Linked DNA regions of Mus musculus: regions 1, 2, 3 and 5 are each linked to region 4. The links are chromatin contacts, called in public HiChIP or PLAC-seq and Micro-C maps. All regions are on one chromosome and are shown on one strand. Each heading gives the region's core, a stretch centred on a gene start, on an enhancer-like site or on the middle of the called end of the contact. The rest is flanking DNA. Distances are from core to core; before and after follow the strand shown.

Evidence for each region. A called contact is a pair of places that touch in the nucleus more often than the background predicts. HiChIP or PLAC-seq counts read pairs in DNA pulled down with a chosen protein or histone mark.
Region 1: a Micro-C map of the HL-1 cell line shows a contact between it and region 4, with 2.7 times the contacts expected there. The contact joins the enhancer-like site here to the promoter of Uap1 in region 4. A contact is called at or near these places in 1 of 39 promoter capture datasets (cranial neural crest), 1 of 484 Hi-C or Micro-C datasets (the HL-1 cell line) and 3 of 115 datasets of contacts at active chromatin or transcription factors (embryonic forebrain, pancreatic cancer cells and stem cell-derived neural progenitor cells).
Region 2: an H3K27ac HiChIP or PLAC-seq map of hepatocytes shows a contact between it and region 4, with 12 times the contacts expected there. The contact joins the enhancer-like site here to the promoter of Uap1 in region 4. A contact is called at or near these places in 5 of 39 promoter capture datasets (the C10 cell line, the HPC-7 cell line, cranial neural crest and 2 more), 2 of 115 datasets of contacts at active chromatin or transcription factors (embryonic forebrain and hepatocytes) and 1 of 9 other capture datasets (embryonic stem cells).
Region 3: a contact with region 4 is called in an H3K4me3 HiChIP or PLAC-seq map of bone marrow-derived macrophages, with 4 times the contacts expected there. The contact joins the enhancer-like site here to the promoter of Uap1 in region 4. A contact is called at or near these places in 7 of 39 promoter capture datasets (the HPC-7 cell line, cranial neural crest, hematopoietic stem and progenitor cells and 3 more), 1 of 484 Hi-C or Micro-C datasets (the G1E-ER4 cell line), 9 of 115 datasets of contacts at active chromatin or transcription factors (astrocytes, bone marrow-derived dendritic cells, bone marrow-derived macrophages and 6 more) and 1 of 9 other capture datasets (embryonic stem cells).
Region 5: a contact with region 4 is called in an H3K4me3 HiChIP or PLAC-seq map of bone marrow-derived macrophages, with 3 times the contacts expected there. The contact joins the enhancer-like site here to the promoter of Uap1 in region 4. A contact is called at or near these places in 4 of 39 promoter capture datasets (cranial neural crest, liver and pre-B cells), 1 of 115 datasets of contacts at active chromatin or transcription factors (bone marrow-derived macrophages) and 1 of 9 other capture datasets (embryonic stem cells).

Annotation. Positions count from the first base shown.
Region 1 is chr1:170,769,656-170,772,355 of GRCm38.p6, reverse strand. The region is part of intron 14 of Atf6 (activating transcription factor 6); the gene reads left to right. Among named protein-coding and RNA genes, the nearest start is that of Gm23523, 19 kb to the right of the region's middle. Within about 2 kb of position 1,400, at least 49 of the 459 cell types and tissues checked have an H3K27ac peak or open chromatin away from gene starts, as enhancers often do. A contact at or near this core is called in the HL-1 cell line and pancreatic cancer cells, where this site is marked.
Region 2 is chr1:170,814,181-170,816,880 of GRCm38.p6, reverse strand. Atf6 (activating transcription factor 6) reads left to right here. Exons shown (of 16, transcript NM_001081304.1): 9 at 1,367-1,458. Among named protein-coding and RNA genes, the nearest start is that of Gm25235, 17 kb to the left of the region's middle. Within about 2 kb of position 1,375, at least 6 of the 459 cell types and tissues checked have an H3K27ac peak or open chromatin away from gene starts, as enhancers often do. A contact at or near this core is called in hepatocytes and liver, where this site is marked.
Region 3 is chr1:170,844,506-170,847,218 of GRCm38.p6, reverse strand. The region is part of intron 4 of Atf6 (activating transcription factor 6); the gene reads left to right. Among named protein-coding and RNA genes, the nearest start is that of Gm29733, 5.1 kb to the left of the region's middle. Within about 2 kb of position 1,283, at least 100 of the 459 cell types and tissues checked have an H3K27ac peak or open chromatin away from gene starts, as enhancers often do. A contact at or near this core is called in the G1E-ER4 cell line, the HPC-7 cell line, bone marrow-derived macrophages and 3 more, where this site is marked.
Region 4 is chr1:170,173,662-170,176,411 of GRCm38.p6, reverse strand. It overlaps Uap1 (UDP-N-acetylglucosamine pyrophosphorylase 1), which reads left to right and starts at 1,448. Exons shown (of 11, transcript NM_001305045.1): 1 at 1,448-1,662.
Region 5 is chr1:170,794,483-170,797,208 of GRCm38.p6, reverse strand. Atf6 (activating transcription factor 6) reads left to right here. Exons shown (of 16, transcript NM_001081304.1): 11 at 2,439-2,552. Among named protein-coding and RNA genes, the nearest start is that of Gm25235, 37 kb to the left of the region's middle. Within about 2 kb of position 1,263, at least 71 of the 459 cell types and tissues checked have an H3K27ac peak or open chromatin away from gene starts, as enhancers often do. A contact at or near this core is called in bone marrow-derived macrophages and pre-B cells, where this site is marked.

The DNA.
Region 1 (2,700 bases), core at 151-2,650, 600 kb before region 4:
TTATTTCTGTATATGTTTTAAAAACCCTTCTAACTGTAGCTGCCTTAGAGTTGGTACTTGAAGTTATAATCAGTTTTACTGTCATTCATCCAACAAGAAACCATACCGCAGTTGACAAAAACAAAAAAACCTAGCACTTGTAGAGTTTATGTTCTAAAGACAGATTCTTTTAGAGTTTATATTCTAAAGATAGATACTAAGTAAATATATAAGTGTATGCAATAAAATATCAGTACTAAGAAGAAAACTCAGCGTAAGGAAGGAGTCATTCTAAGTGGTCACTGAGAAATTATTTTATTCAGATCACTGCATGTAATTCTTTGGCTTGGCTTTTAAAGAGTTTTTTTCTTTTTGCTAGTGGTATTTTACAAAAGAAACTAAGAATTGTATGTGCAAAGAAATCTGAAAATATAGCCCCAGCTAGTAAACAGAGATATCTAAGGGAACTAGTTCTTTCGCTAAGCGCTGTTTCACTTGTAGAAGTGAATGTACATCCGAGGACACTAGCAGTTCTGGAGCGGCCTCAGTGTGCAGCGGCCCCGGGAACCTGCGGACGGAGCCCCGAGGTGCAGGAGTTAGTCAGCTCCGGAGCGTTAACGCTTGCGCGTTTTCTCACATCTTCCTCGCCTAGTCATTCAGAATCTTGTATTTTTGCCAAGTAAAACAAATCTCATACTAATCAGCTATAAATAAGCAGTGGGAGCACGAGTCAGAGCCAGCACGACCTTCTCCCCTGTGCACCTCCCCGCCGTTCCCAGCACCGACCTTCTCCCCTGTGCACCTCCCCGCCGTTCCCCTCACGCTCGGTTTGCACAAATGAGCAGTGCTGTTAACTCCTGTTCTACAGACCAACTCTGGTTCTTTAGTGAAGGCTGGTTTTTGGAACTAAGTAATTAGTAGTGCTCTGGCGTGTCCCTAGAATCAGAGAAGAATGTGAACTTCTGTGTCCCTTTAGAGGGAGGAGAAAAAAAGAAAATTCATTCCCTCCTTTTTTATGGGTCTAGAAGGTGCCTGCCTTCTAGGCACAGCTCAGCAGCTTTTCAGGGGAAAATGAAAGATAAATGGCTTTAAAGTCCTATCTCTTCTGTTAGATCCTCCCTGGTAAAACTTTATCCTAGTCTGCGTCATTATTTATTCACTCAGTACCTTTCACCAAATCTGGTGTTTCATCCATAAAAACAAGTATGTAAACTCTTTGTTTTCAAGTAATTTGTAGTAGTGGGAGAAAGTGACTCATCTAAAATTACAGCATCGTGGTAAGAAACAGCATAACACGGAATGCATAGGCTCCCGTGGGTTTGGTGGCTTCACCGCCCTCGCTGTTGTATGTAAGACGTCCATCCAGCGCCTCCAAAGCCTGGTGAGGTAGGTACTCTTAACTCCAGCCTACATCGGCTGCGCTCTCTTCCTTCAGGAAGAAGGTAGCAGAAGAGTTTAGAGCGCACTCAGGAGCGTGAGTGGGACTGTGAAGCCATGGCACTTCACATGAGAGGCGCCTGTGTGAGGAGGACTCTCCAGCAAAGTGGTTGGAATGTGAAGTGCGTTCAGGAAACTACAACATGGCAGAGTCACAACGACGCTTGTGGGCCATGCCTAGAGAATTTGGTTCTTAGGTAGAAGACAGGATCAGGCTTGCATTTCATGAATAAACTATAATTGTTTGCACAGGCATTTAGAAGAGAGTTTACTTCTAAAGGAAGGACTTTCTTCTCCAGCTTGACTTAAGTCTACTGAATGCATATACAGTAAACGAAGTTAAAATCTGGAAGGACCGTATTTTACTTTTTCAGGAGTTATGTAAGTTAACTATAAATACATTGTAAAGATAGAAACTAAATCCATGGGAATTTCTGTGAGAGGCCATGTTTGGGGGTGTAGTCATACAAGCGAGACTGACACTATCTCCCTGAAGTGCTTAGCGTTTCCAGGCTGTTGACTGCTCTATGCTACCTGTATTCCCATCTCCCCCTCCCCCACCCCCAGTGATTAACTCCCCCCTTACCTTCCCCTGGGGGGGGGGGAAAGGAAAACAAAAAAGGTTGTTCTGTTTGACAAGTTTTTTAAAGGAAGTGAAAAATGATTATCATATCTAAAAGCCATTTCTCTAAGCCACTTTTTTTAAGTGGAACTTTTTTCTTCAGGAGTTTTTTTCTTTTTTCTTTTTTTTCCCTTAGTCATTTTATTCGTTTACCTTTTCTTGAACAGTGTTTTTGCTGAGGAGGAAACCACCTTGGTGAAATGAGCCTTGATTGATTATACACACTTGACTCTAAAGTTGCTGCAAAAGTTATTTCCTAAGCAATATTTATTTAAATGTAAAGCTGAGACTTTTTTCTTTTTTCTCCATTAATTTGTTTATTCATGTTACAGCCTGGTCACAGCCTACCTTTTCCCTCTCCTCCCCATCCCACCCTCACACACTCTTCCCCTACTTCCCCTCCCTTCTCCTGAGAGAAGGAGAGGCTCCCCATAGGTATCCACCCACCCTGGTACATAAGTCCTAGCGGGAATAAATGCATCCTCTCCCTCTGAGGCCAGACAGTGCAGCCCAGCTATGGGGCAGGAAATCCAAAGACCCCACAACAGAGTCAGAGACAGCCCCAGTGCCAATTGTTAGGGGACTCACATGAAGAAAAAGTTGCATATCTGCTACATATATGTAAGGGGCTGGACCTAGGCTCCTTTATGCTCTTTGGTTGG
Region 2 (2,700 bases), core at 126-2,625, 640 kb before region 4:
CTGGCACTTAAAGTTTCTTCCAGGCTAGGCACATCCTCTCCCACTGAATCCAGATAAGTCAGCCCAGCTAATAGAACACATCTCACATACAGGTAACAGCTTTAGGGATAGCTCCCCCTCCCCGACTCCAGTCATTCGGGACCCACTCGAAGGCCAAGCTCTACATCTGCTGCATATGTGCAGGGGGCCTAGGTCTAGCCGTGGATGTTCTCTGGTTGGCGATTCAGACTCTGAGAACCCAAAGGGTCCAGGCTAGTTGACTCTATTGGTCTTCTCTGGTTGGTGATTCAGACTCTGAGAGCCCAAAGGGTCCAGGCTAGTTGACTCTATTGGTCTTCCTGTAGAGTTCCTATTCCCTTCGGGGCTGGCAGCAAGCACTCTTAACTGTCACCTGTAACCCTAGCAATGTACATTTAGAAGGACAGCTGTTCAGATCTCTCTTCAGCCTTCCTCCTCCTGCCTGGCCTCTGTGGGTGCTAGATTCAGTGTCCTAGTACCTGGGACCTGACTCCAAGGAGCCTGATGAAGACACTTGGGCAGAGTCTCTGGGTGGGATCTGCACACATGGTCTCTGTAATTCTAGCTGCTGGCCGTCTGGTAGGCACCTGTCTGTCCTGGTCCTGTTACAACCCAACCAACTCCATAGGCTCTCTGGAAGGGGGCCCATGTCAGTCATTAAGCAGCCCCGTTTATGCTGATCAGGAGACCTACTTTGAACAAGCAAGGGACAATAAAGACTATGGCTTTAACATTCTCATCTTTTCTCTTCTTTTCTTTCTTTCTTTCTTTTTTTTTTTAAGATTTATTTATTATATGTGAGTACACTGTAGCTGTCTTCAGACACTCCAGAAGAGGGTGTCATTACAGATGGTTGTGAGCTACCATGTGGTTGCTGGGATTTGAACTCAGGACCTTCAGAAGAGCAGTCAGTGCTCTTAACCTCTGAGCCATCTCTCCAGCCCTTCTCTTATTTTCTTGAGGCTTACCTGGAGCTGGTTCAAACTTGTTTCTGATTTATGTCAATAGATTGTCACTCAGCTTCAGGAAGGGCAGGCAGCCAGGCTGTTCTGTCCACTGTACTGCTAGTGGATCTAGGCTCTAGACTAACCCATCCCACCAACACAGTCCATGAGTCAATTCAGGTATTTTGCTCAGTACCGGAGGGAGAATAATTCCTTCCTTTGTTAAAAAAGAGAGTATGGGAAGCTGTCTTTTTAAAAGTACTATTTCTTTACCTTTGAGGTGTTTTTACTTTTATTTTTTATGATAAAAGATATTCATACAACTAGTAGAAAGGAGGATTCTTAATTACTGCTCTTTGTTTGTAGTGTTGACATGTAGTTTCATCCTGTTTCATTTCCTGTAGAACCAGAGGCTCAAAGTCCCAAGTCCAAAGCGAAGAGCTGTCTGTGTGATGATAGTATTAGCATTTATAATGCTGAACTATGGGCCCATGAGGTAAGTATGCAAATACTAAAACTTAATGTTAGTTATTTGTTATTGTTTTGCTCTACTCAAAAGTAAGAGGAAAACTCATTTGTTCTGAAAAAGAAAATCAGCATTCCAGATGTGTAAAGAATAATTGGACAGGTGACACGTGCTTTCACAGATCTCAGAATGCATCTGGGAAGAGAACCATGTAGGCATGATGAGTGTGACAGACAGTGAACAGACAGTGGCCGGGCATGTGAGTTCCGTGACATGGTAGTTCATGGCATGTCATACGTGCACAGAAGATTATTTTCTTGAATGATAAGGAGAATCCCCAGGGAGGAATCTGAACTTTGAATTGTCATACTAGTTTGCCAAGTGGGATTACGGGAAAAGCATGTTAAGACGAGGAAACAGCATGTTAAAAAACATGCTTATACATTATGAACTAAGCAGTACCCCGGAGCTCTCGACTCTAGCTGCATATGTATCAAAAGATGGCCTAGTCGGCCATCACTGCAAAGAGAGGCCCATTGGACTTGCAAACTTTATATGCTCCAGTACAGGGGAACGCCAGGGCCAAAAAGTAGGAGTGGGTGGGTAGGGGAGTGGGGGGGAGGGTATGGGGGACTTTTGGGATAGCATTGGAAATGTAAATGAGGAAAATACCTAATTAAAAAAAAAACATGCTTATAAAATAATATGGCATTCTTTTAAAAAAACAAAAAGTCAGTCGGGTGTGGTGGCGCACGCCTTTAATCCCAGCACTTGGAAGGTCAGAGGCAGGCGGATTTTTGAGTTCGAGGCCAGCCTGGTCTACAAAGTGAGTTCCAGGACAGCTAGGGCTATACAGAGAAACCCTGTCTCGAAAAACCAAAAAAAAAAAAAAAAGTCCAGTTCCTATAGATACATGATTTTGTTTTTGTGTTTATGTATACATAATTTGTTAAATTATGTTTACATATGGACAATTTATGCATTATTCAAAGTACTGTCTTATTTTTAATTATGTTAGCACATTATTCTCTTTTAGTTAACTTCATTACATTTTGAAGTATAGATATACTATTACTTGACATATTTCAGAAATTTTATGCCTTAGGAACTAGTTTATACTATTAAAAGTTACTGAGAATTACAAAGAACTTATATTTATTAATATTTATTGTGTAATAGATTAAATAAAATAAATTTTAAATGTTTACTCATAAATCATACATGTTAAATAATAAAATGTCTCCAAATATTTAATGATGCAAAAAAGAATAC
Region 3 (2,713 bases), core at 34-2,533, 670 kb before region 4:
CTCTCTCTCTCTCTCTCTTTCTTTCTTTCTTTCTTTCTTTCTTTCTTTCTTTCTTTCTTTCTTTCTTTCTTTCTTTCTTTCTTTCTTTCAGCAGGATTTCACTGTGTAGCTCTGGCTGGCCTGGAACTTATTATGGAGACTAGGTTGGCCTTGAACTTGTAGAGATCCTTCTGTCTCTGCCTTCTAGGTGTAGAGATTAAAATAATAACCAGCACGCCTAGCCTGGTTATTCTTCTTCTTCTTTATATTTATATAAGGTGCACATATATTTATTTTATTATTATTGTTCTTACTAGTTCTGTTATTGTTGCTGCTGCTCTTCCTCCACTTCCTCTTATCCATGTCCTTATCCTTTTTCCTGCCTTTTACCTCTCTTCCTCCTTTCCTTCTATTCTTCCTCCTCCTGTTACTCAAAAGCTTATCACTCAGAAAGACATTCTCTAATTTTTTATTGTTTTTTGTTTTTGTTTTGTTTGTTTGTTTGTTTTTTCGAGACAGGGTTTCTCTGTAGCCCTGGCTATCTTGGAACTCACTCTATAGACCAGGCTGGCCTTGAACTCAGAAATCTGCCTACCTCTGCCTCCCAAGTGCTGGGACTAAAGGCATGCGCTACCACCGCCTGGCTAATTTTTTATTCTTGTTCTCTTGCTTACACTGCCTTTTTATTTGGAATGATCTTAAATTTGCAAATATATTGTGGAGATTTTTGTCTGAGCCATTTGAGGGTCAGTTGGCCACTGAATTCCAAATTCTATAATGTCTACCTCCTATGAACAAGAATGTTTTTTTTAACAACAATACAGCCACCAAAACCAGGAACTAAACATTGATATATAACAATAATCTCATCTGTAGCCCTGTAGGCATATTTGTTTTAGCTATTTTATTTGGTTTTTATGTACCTCTTTCTCCCTTCCAGCCCTTATTCCTTCCAACCCCCCATCACCAGGTAGTAGAGAAGGAAGGGTGGAGGAGAAAGGAGGCTAGGTCTCTTTAAACTACTTCCTGCTGACTAAAGCAAGTCTAATCTTCCGCTACCGGGAAGTCCAGCTTCTTCTGGTCTCTTTCCTCTCAACCATCAGCAGCAGGAGCAGGACCCAGCAGGGGGTACAGCCGAACAGCCAGGCTTCTTCCTTAGTGTTCCCCTGCCCCTCAGAGTTCCCTCAGCCCCCTCTGGCATTTGGCTTTTTTTTTTTTTTCTCTCGCTCAAGAGTTCCCAGAATTAAGCTATCTGCACTGGGCACAGATCCTGCCCCTGCTGGAGCACGAGGCAGTCAGTCTGCTGCTGTGGATAAGCTGAAGGAGGCCACACCAGGGATTAAAACAGAAACATGTCTCCGTAGCATAACTGAGGTTAAAAGAAACCAAAACTCGCACTACCCAGTCCCGGTTTAGATTGTGCAATTTCCCATGTAGCTCCCCTTAGATTCAGACCAGCAAAAGCATCAGGTTATGTTGCATGTGGTTGTCTTTCTGCTTTAATTTTCTTTATTCTGGAACAATTCTTCCTTCTTGACTTCGTGCTTTAATGACCTTATCATTTGGAGTGCCAGACGTTTCCTCAGGATTGGAGTCAGCTTTAGTGTCTATGGCAGGAATGCCACAGAAGTGGTTTTGTGTCTGTCTTTTGTTTGTTTGTTTTAGCCTCTCTCTCTCTGTCTCTCTGTCTCTCTCTTTCTCTCTCTTGGTTTTTGAGACAGGGTTTCTCTGTATAGCTTTAGCTGTTTGGCTGTCTTGGAACTTGCTCTGTTTACCAGGTTGGCTTGCAGCTCATATAGATCACCCACCTCTGCCTCCTAAGTCCTAGGATTAAAGTAGTAAGGATGTCACCACTACCAGATCTGTTTTTGCCTTTTGAGATAGGATCTCACCTAGTTCGAACTGGTTTAAAGTTGCTATGTAATGGAAAATGGCCTTCAACTCCTGATTCTCCTGCTTTCACCTCCCAAGAACTGAGGTTACAGGTGCAGGCCACCCACACTCCACCTTGTCATTTATTTTTGATGATAAGATTCAGTTTGATGACAGTTTGAGGTGGTCCTGTTACTGGTGATGTTCACCTCAGTCAGCTGACAGCATCTGCTAGGCTCTCAGCCAAGAAGCTGCTCTTTTCTCCCTTTGCTAGTTGCCAGTATTTTGTGAAGAAGGTACTTTTAAACCGTGGAAAAGTACTGCTCTTAAAATAATAAGCTGGGCGTGGTGGCGCACGCCTTTAATCCCAGCACTCGGGAGGCAGAGGCAGGCAGATTTCTGAGTTTGAGGCCAGCCTGGTCTACAAAGTGAGTTCCAGGACAGCCAGGGCTATACAGGGAAACCCTGTCTCGAAAAACCAAAAATAAAAAAATAAAAAAAAAAATGAACATTTACTTTTTTATTTTGTGTGTCTTATGTATGGTTGTTCATGATGGCTCACAGTGAGTGTGTGAAAGTCAGACTCTTTCTACCACATGGGTTCCGGGGGTTGAACTCAGTGCCTTTACTCGCTAATCTGTTCTCCTGCCCGAATGTGCGGGTCTTTGTCAAGCTATCCATCACCCAGATACTTGTTAACATTAGTGTTGACTTACTGTTTCCCATTGGGTTTAGACTGTAACCATTGCTGTGATTATTTATTCTGGTGTTTGTGTTGTCTCGTATTTAGCCACCAGGAGTCGCTGTCTATGGCTCCTGTGATCTTTCACTAGGCTTCTGTTGGGCTCAGCCATGTTACATG
Region 4 (2,750 bases), core at 199-2,698:
TTGTATTGGAATCCCTTGAAGAAATAGACTCTTGATTCCCCTGTAGAGTCTATTGTAAGTTCTACTGTAGAATAACTCAATAAATAAATACGTTTTGGACAATATGCTCTTTATTGACTGCTGTAGCCGCCAATTTCTTTCTAAGAGAATGCTTCTACCCCAGGGACTTGCACACATAAAGAAGGTCAAGAGATTCTGGGCAACCCCATTGTGGGCAGGCTCTGAATTCTTCACTTAAGACTCGGTACTTTCCAAGCTGGAAGTATGAAAACTAGAGAACACACCCGTGTTGTTAGTCTTGCTCCAGGAAGGCACACCTACCACTATCAACAGCACTGTGGGTGCCATTTACAGCTTCTCAGGCGACGTGGCGTTCTGACAGGATTCCAGAGAGCATGCAAGGCTAAGGCCAAGCAAATACTGCTAATAATATATCATGTCCTTCCTTGATCCTGTTCCACCAAGCTGTTTATCCATCTAATCTCTCAAAGCCACAAAGGTGCCTTAACAGATGGGCAACTACGTTTTTATTTACAAATGATACCCCTTGTTAAATGATATTTCTAAATGACATAAATTGATAGTAAAGTCTGGATTAAAAATGAATACGCAAGAATGACTAAGAAAACACTGAAAATGTAAAATGAGGAAGCCTATCCACCTGATGGAAAACATCCTGATATGTTAAATTTAGTTGCTTTTGACATCTCAACAAATTGGACTCTCGTTTCAAAACCTGCAAAAACCCAACATAATAGCTCTAAATATAAATGCAACTTCATAACACTGAGATTATAGCCTGCACATGCACATCTGCTGCCTATGCTGTAACAGGACAGTTGAATTTTAGCTCTCCTCTCCTAGCTAAGTTCTTGCTCTCTGGGCCGGTTCTCCCTGACTGGCACATTTTGCATGGCCTCGGGTCATCTAATCCCTTTTGATTGCATTTCGTTCACTAGTCGCTGTGCAAAAGGCAACCCGGCTGTGTCGACACCCAAGAGACTCCGAAGACAATGGCAGAGGAAGCCCGGGTCACTGGCAAACAGGTATGTGGAGAATTAGAGACAAAATCAGCTAGCTTAAGGTCACAGGCCTGCCTTGGAGGGATCTCTGCCTAGAAACCGGCGGGTCTTTCCCAACCACACCCGTGGGCGTTCGGAAATCCGTCACTTGAAGACTCACTGCCAGCGCCGCGCTCCCTACCAGGCGCTCTGATCCGCCCCGGGTGACCGAGAGGACCCGCCCTGCAGTTTGTCCTTAAGGTGGCGCCTGGCCTCACCTCCCCGCGAAGCCGCGCGCGTAGCCGGCCCCGCCCCTGCTAGTGCGTGGGGGGCGGTACCACAGACTGACAGGATCCTTGGCCATCCTATTGGGCAAGAGTCTGAGTGACGTAAAGAGGCTCCTCCTTCCTGTCGCCGGTGCCCGCCCCTTTGGCTGTTCTCGGTCGCTGACGTGTCGGGCCGGCAGGCTTCCGCTCCGCCCCTGGGCCGCAGCCACTCACCGCGGCGGGAGGGGCCGGGTGGCCGGGGCCCGCGCTCCCCTCGGCCGCTGCTCGTGGCCCGCCCCGCCGCCCCGGCCCCTCGGATGACAGTATATATTCCAGGCGGGCGCGGGACACGGGCGAGTAGCCGAGCCGAAGGAGCCGCGGGATTGTCGAGGGAGGTAGGGACCCCCTTCACGCGCGCGCTCCCATGCCTAGCGCGGGGACCCGGCTACGCGTTGCCGCACCTTGCTCGGCGTCCGCTGCTCGGAGCTCCGGAGAGGCGTGGGCTGTGTCGCGGCGGGGCGGGGATGCGCGCGCGGAGGGTCTTGGGGGAGACCTGAGGGAGGAGGCTTGGGTGATGATGGAGTTCCCGGCGCTTGTCAGCGCTGTTTTTGAGTTGGGGGAAGAGGAGCCAGGAGGGTTTCAGGCTAGGGCCCGGGCATAGTTGTGCCACTTCTGGGGTTCACCGGTGGGAATAAGTGATCGCTGTTACTGTTGGGAAAGCGCGTTGGGGTGTTTTGAACCCACGAGGGTAAGAATTGATAGTTCCGACCAGGACAGTGGATCCCAATGGGGGATGTGACTAGCACAGGACCCGCTTGCCTTCGCTTGATACTGATAGTGAGAGAGGTTCAGATTTCAGGGTTTTCCCCTCAGTTGGACTGGAGGAACGGTGAGGCTGAGAGCACACATATGCTCTAGAAGATTTTTTAAAAGTTTGGTGTGAAGGCTGACTGGCCTTCATCGGCATACTATGAGATCTGATATCCGATGGTAATGATCATGCATTTATGAGAGGCACAAGTTTAAGGACTTGGAGGTGAAGTTCACTGGGCTTGGATCCAAGAGTTTGCAGCAAACCAAAAGCATTTATCCATTTCGTTATTAGTTGACTCACTTGGCTGAGGGAAAAGACTTCATAGTCTGTCCTGTTAGTTAGTGGTTAGGACTCAAGTCAGTCTCAGTACCATTCCTCCCCACCCCCACCCCAGCCCCTCCCCTCCCCTCTTTTTTCCTGTTTCGTTTGTTTGTTTGTTTGTTTCCGAGACAGGGTTTCTCTGTGTAGCTTTGGTTGTTGGAACTCACTCTGTAGACCTGGCTGGCCCAGAATTCAGAGATCCATTTACCTTAAAGATATGTACCGCCACTGCCTGGCTCCATGTGTCCCCCCCACCCCACCCCCACCCCCCAAAGCGATTTACTAACCCACCCTGAGGACATATAGCAGCAGAGGTGGGGGTGGAATTGGGAAATACTGGACGTCCTT
Region 5 (2,726 bases), core at 14-2,513, 620 kb before region 4:
AGGAAAGGGTGGTTTCCGCTTGAGGCATCGGCCACAGTGTCTTTAGGAATTCTCATCAACTCTAGCTTCCAGCATTGCTCTTTCCTGTAGTGATTTATTTGCTGAAATTTCTTTTATCTGTATAGGACGGCTTGCAGAGAGCCTGGATCTCTGACTGTCTTTGGGTTAATAGGGTCTGATTGTCTCCAGATTGCATGCTCGCTTAGACTCTCCCCTTCTTTTCTTCCTCTAACCCTGTCCTGTCTACCCTTGCATTTCTCCTACCTGATAGTTTTCTTCTCTGTATTTCTAGCTGTTAGAACAAAGCTAACCAGCCCAGGTATGCAGAAATCATTGCTAGAGATTAATCATATGGAGAGAAAATTACAGGTCAAAAATACAGTTTTGAAATCAATTTTGGAATTCCTGGTATTATTAAGTATGCAGGTGTGATTTTCAAATAACCTGTGTGTGTGTGTGTTCCATATAACTTTAGCTTCCACTTCTTTTCTCTCATGTGTGCCATACTCAGAAATCATTACTTTTATTCTGAAATTAGTTGTGTGTTGAGGGTGACTTGGGGGGCATGTGTTCATTGTGGCAAATCTTGGCTAAGTGAGTCACTCCCTAAAAGACTTTTCCTTCTGCATTGTTAGAGTTTTTACCCTCCCTCCCTCCCTCCCTCCCTCCCTCCCTCCCTCCCTCCCTCCCTCCCTCCCTCCCTCCCTCCCTCCCTCCCCCCTCCCTTCCTTCCTTCTTTCCTTCCTTTTTTGACTGGCTGCTGTTCGTAGTATTAGGGATTCCGTGCAGGGCTTTGAATAGGCAAGTACTCTACCACTGTGGTATTTCCTTGCCCCTGGATAATTGAGACAAACTCTTGCTCTGTAGCACATGCTGGCTTTGAACTTGTGATCTCCTGCCTTCGCCTCCTGTGTGCAAGCTTATCCTGCCCACTCAGTCTTCCTTCTTCCTTTCTGATTTTCCTTGTAAGCTTCTCCTTTGTCCAGATCCCAAGCTTTAAAGCTGTGAACTCTGTTTATGTCCTGCTAAAGTGACTCATCTGTACCACAGCCTCCAGATGCGTAAACACGGGTGATTCTCAAATTTCCGTTCACAGATCGGACTTCTCATACACATGCTCACATACCCAGTCATGTCTTGACTTTTTTCTTTTCCATATTTAACTAATATTTGGTTTTGGTACAATTCTCAGGCTTAAGGATAAGTTGAGGTATCTCACTTCTCACTTAGTAACTTCCCTTTTATTCAGCAAGTCCTAATTATGAGCCGGACTCTGGCTTCCTGACTTCCTCTTCTGTCTGTCCCACGTGCCCAGAGCTCTTCAGCAGCTTTCCTTCTGAGTCTTTTTCTCACTTGCTTTTGTCTCGTATACTCTTCCCCTAGTTTCTGCGCAGCTGGTTTCCTCTTGTCTTTTAGCCTTGCCATCTATGATCCTTTCCCTAGTTTTATCTGAAGTAGATCCTGCATACTTTGCTGTTTGAGTCCTGTGCTGCTTTTACAACAGTTAATATGGTTTTGCTGTATTTTATGCATTTGTTCTCTTGGGTTTGCTCTGCTTTTCCTGTTAGCTCTTTGAGAATAGACTGTTGCTCTCTCTTGGGTTACCCAGCACATAGGTGCCGCTCCACAAATATTGAATGAATAAGTAAAAAGCATGAAGCCTACCATGTTCACTTGTATATATATATATATTTTTGTATTTTAGCATACCCAATTTGTAAATTCATAGTATCTTATAAAAAAATACAGAAGATTTCTTAGTGAGCTAGATTAAGATACAGACTGAAGGATGTACACAGTAGTAAATGGTCCTGGTTCATAATCTGATTTTCAACTCGTACTCTAGGTAGGAATCATGTGACATAAAACAGTAGCAAAGGGACAAACGTGTACTTTTTAAGTTATTGAGTAACTAGTCATTGTCATTTAGTGTTTTGTTAGTGATTCAAGGTCATCCATGGTTTTAAAATTTTTGTCCAGCTTTTCAACTTTGTCATTTTTCTCCTGCCAAACATTTTAGGTCTTCCTCTACCCCCACTTCACACAAACTTGCTTGGAGAGACTGAGTTTGTTGACACAGTATGGCAAATGACCACAAACCTGTAGCCTTGTCATATAACAATCATGTCTTTTCCTGTCGACTGCTAACTCAATTAATTTCTCCTCCACTCCAGCAATAGGGAAGTTTATTGAATTCACACACAGCAGGTGCTGCCCAGTAAATAGTAGCTAAGCAAATGTGAATTACTCTGCCAGCTCTTAGAAACTGAGAGAATGACAGTCCACCATATGGTTTATATTTAATTCTTTCTGTTATGTTCATTTCAATCTTACAACATGTTTAATTTGGTATATGTTTATTTTAATGAAAACTGACAGTAGTAAGCTTTATAAAATTTATGATACAAGGAAATGATTTTTGTCTGTCTTTGTTTCAGCTATGATCACTCTGTGTCCAATGACAAAGCTTTAATGGTGCTAAGTGAAGAGCCATTGCTTTATATGCCTCCACCTCCATGTCAACCCCTGATTAACACAACAGAGTCTCTCAGGTAACGGGTGTGGACTGGTGCAGAAACTACCGAGTGGCCTCCCATGGCAAACTTCAAACTTAGCAAAGCATTTCTTCAGCTTTAGTAAGAGGCCAAGAGAATCTGACTTGCATTGGATAACTGCAAGCCAGGATAACAATTGTCCAGGTAGCGATGGTGATGGGTCCATTCATT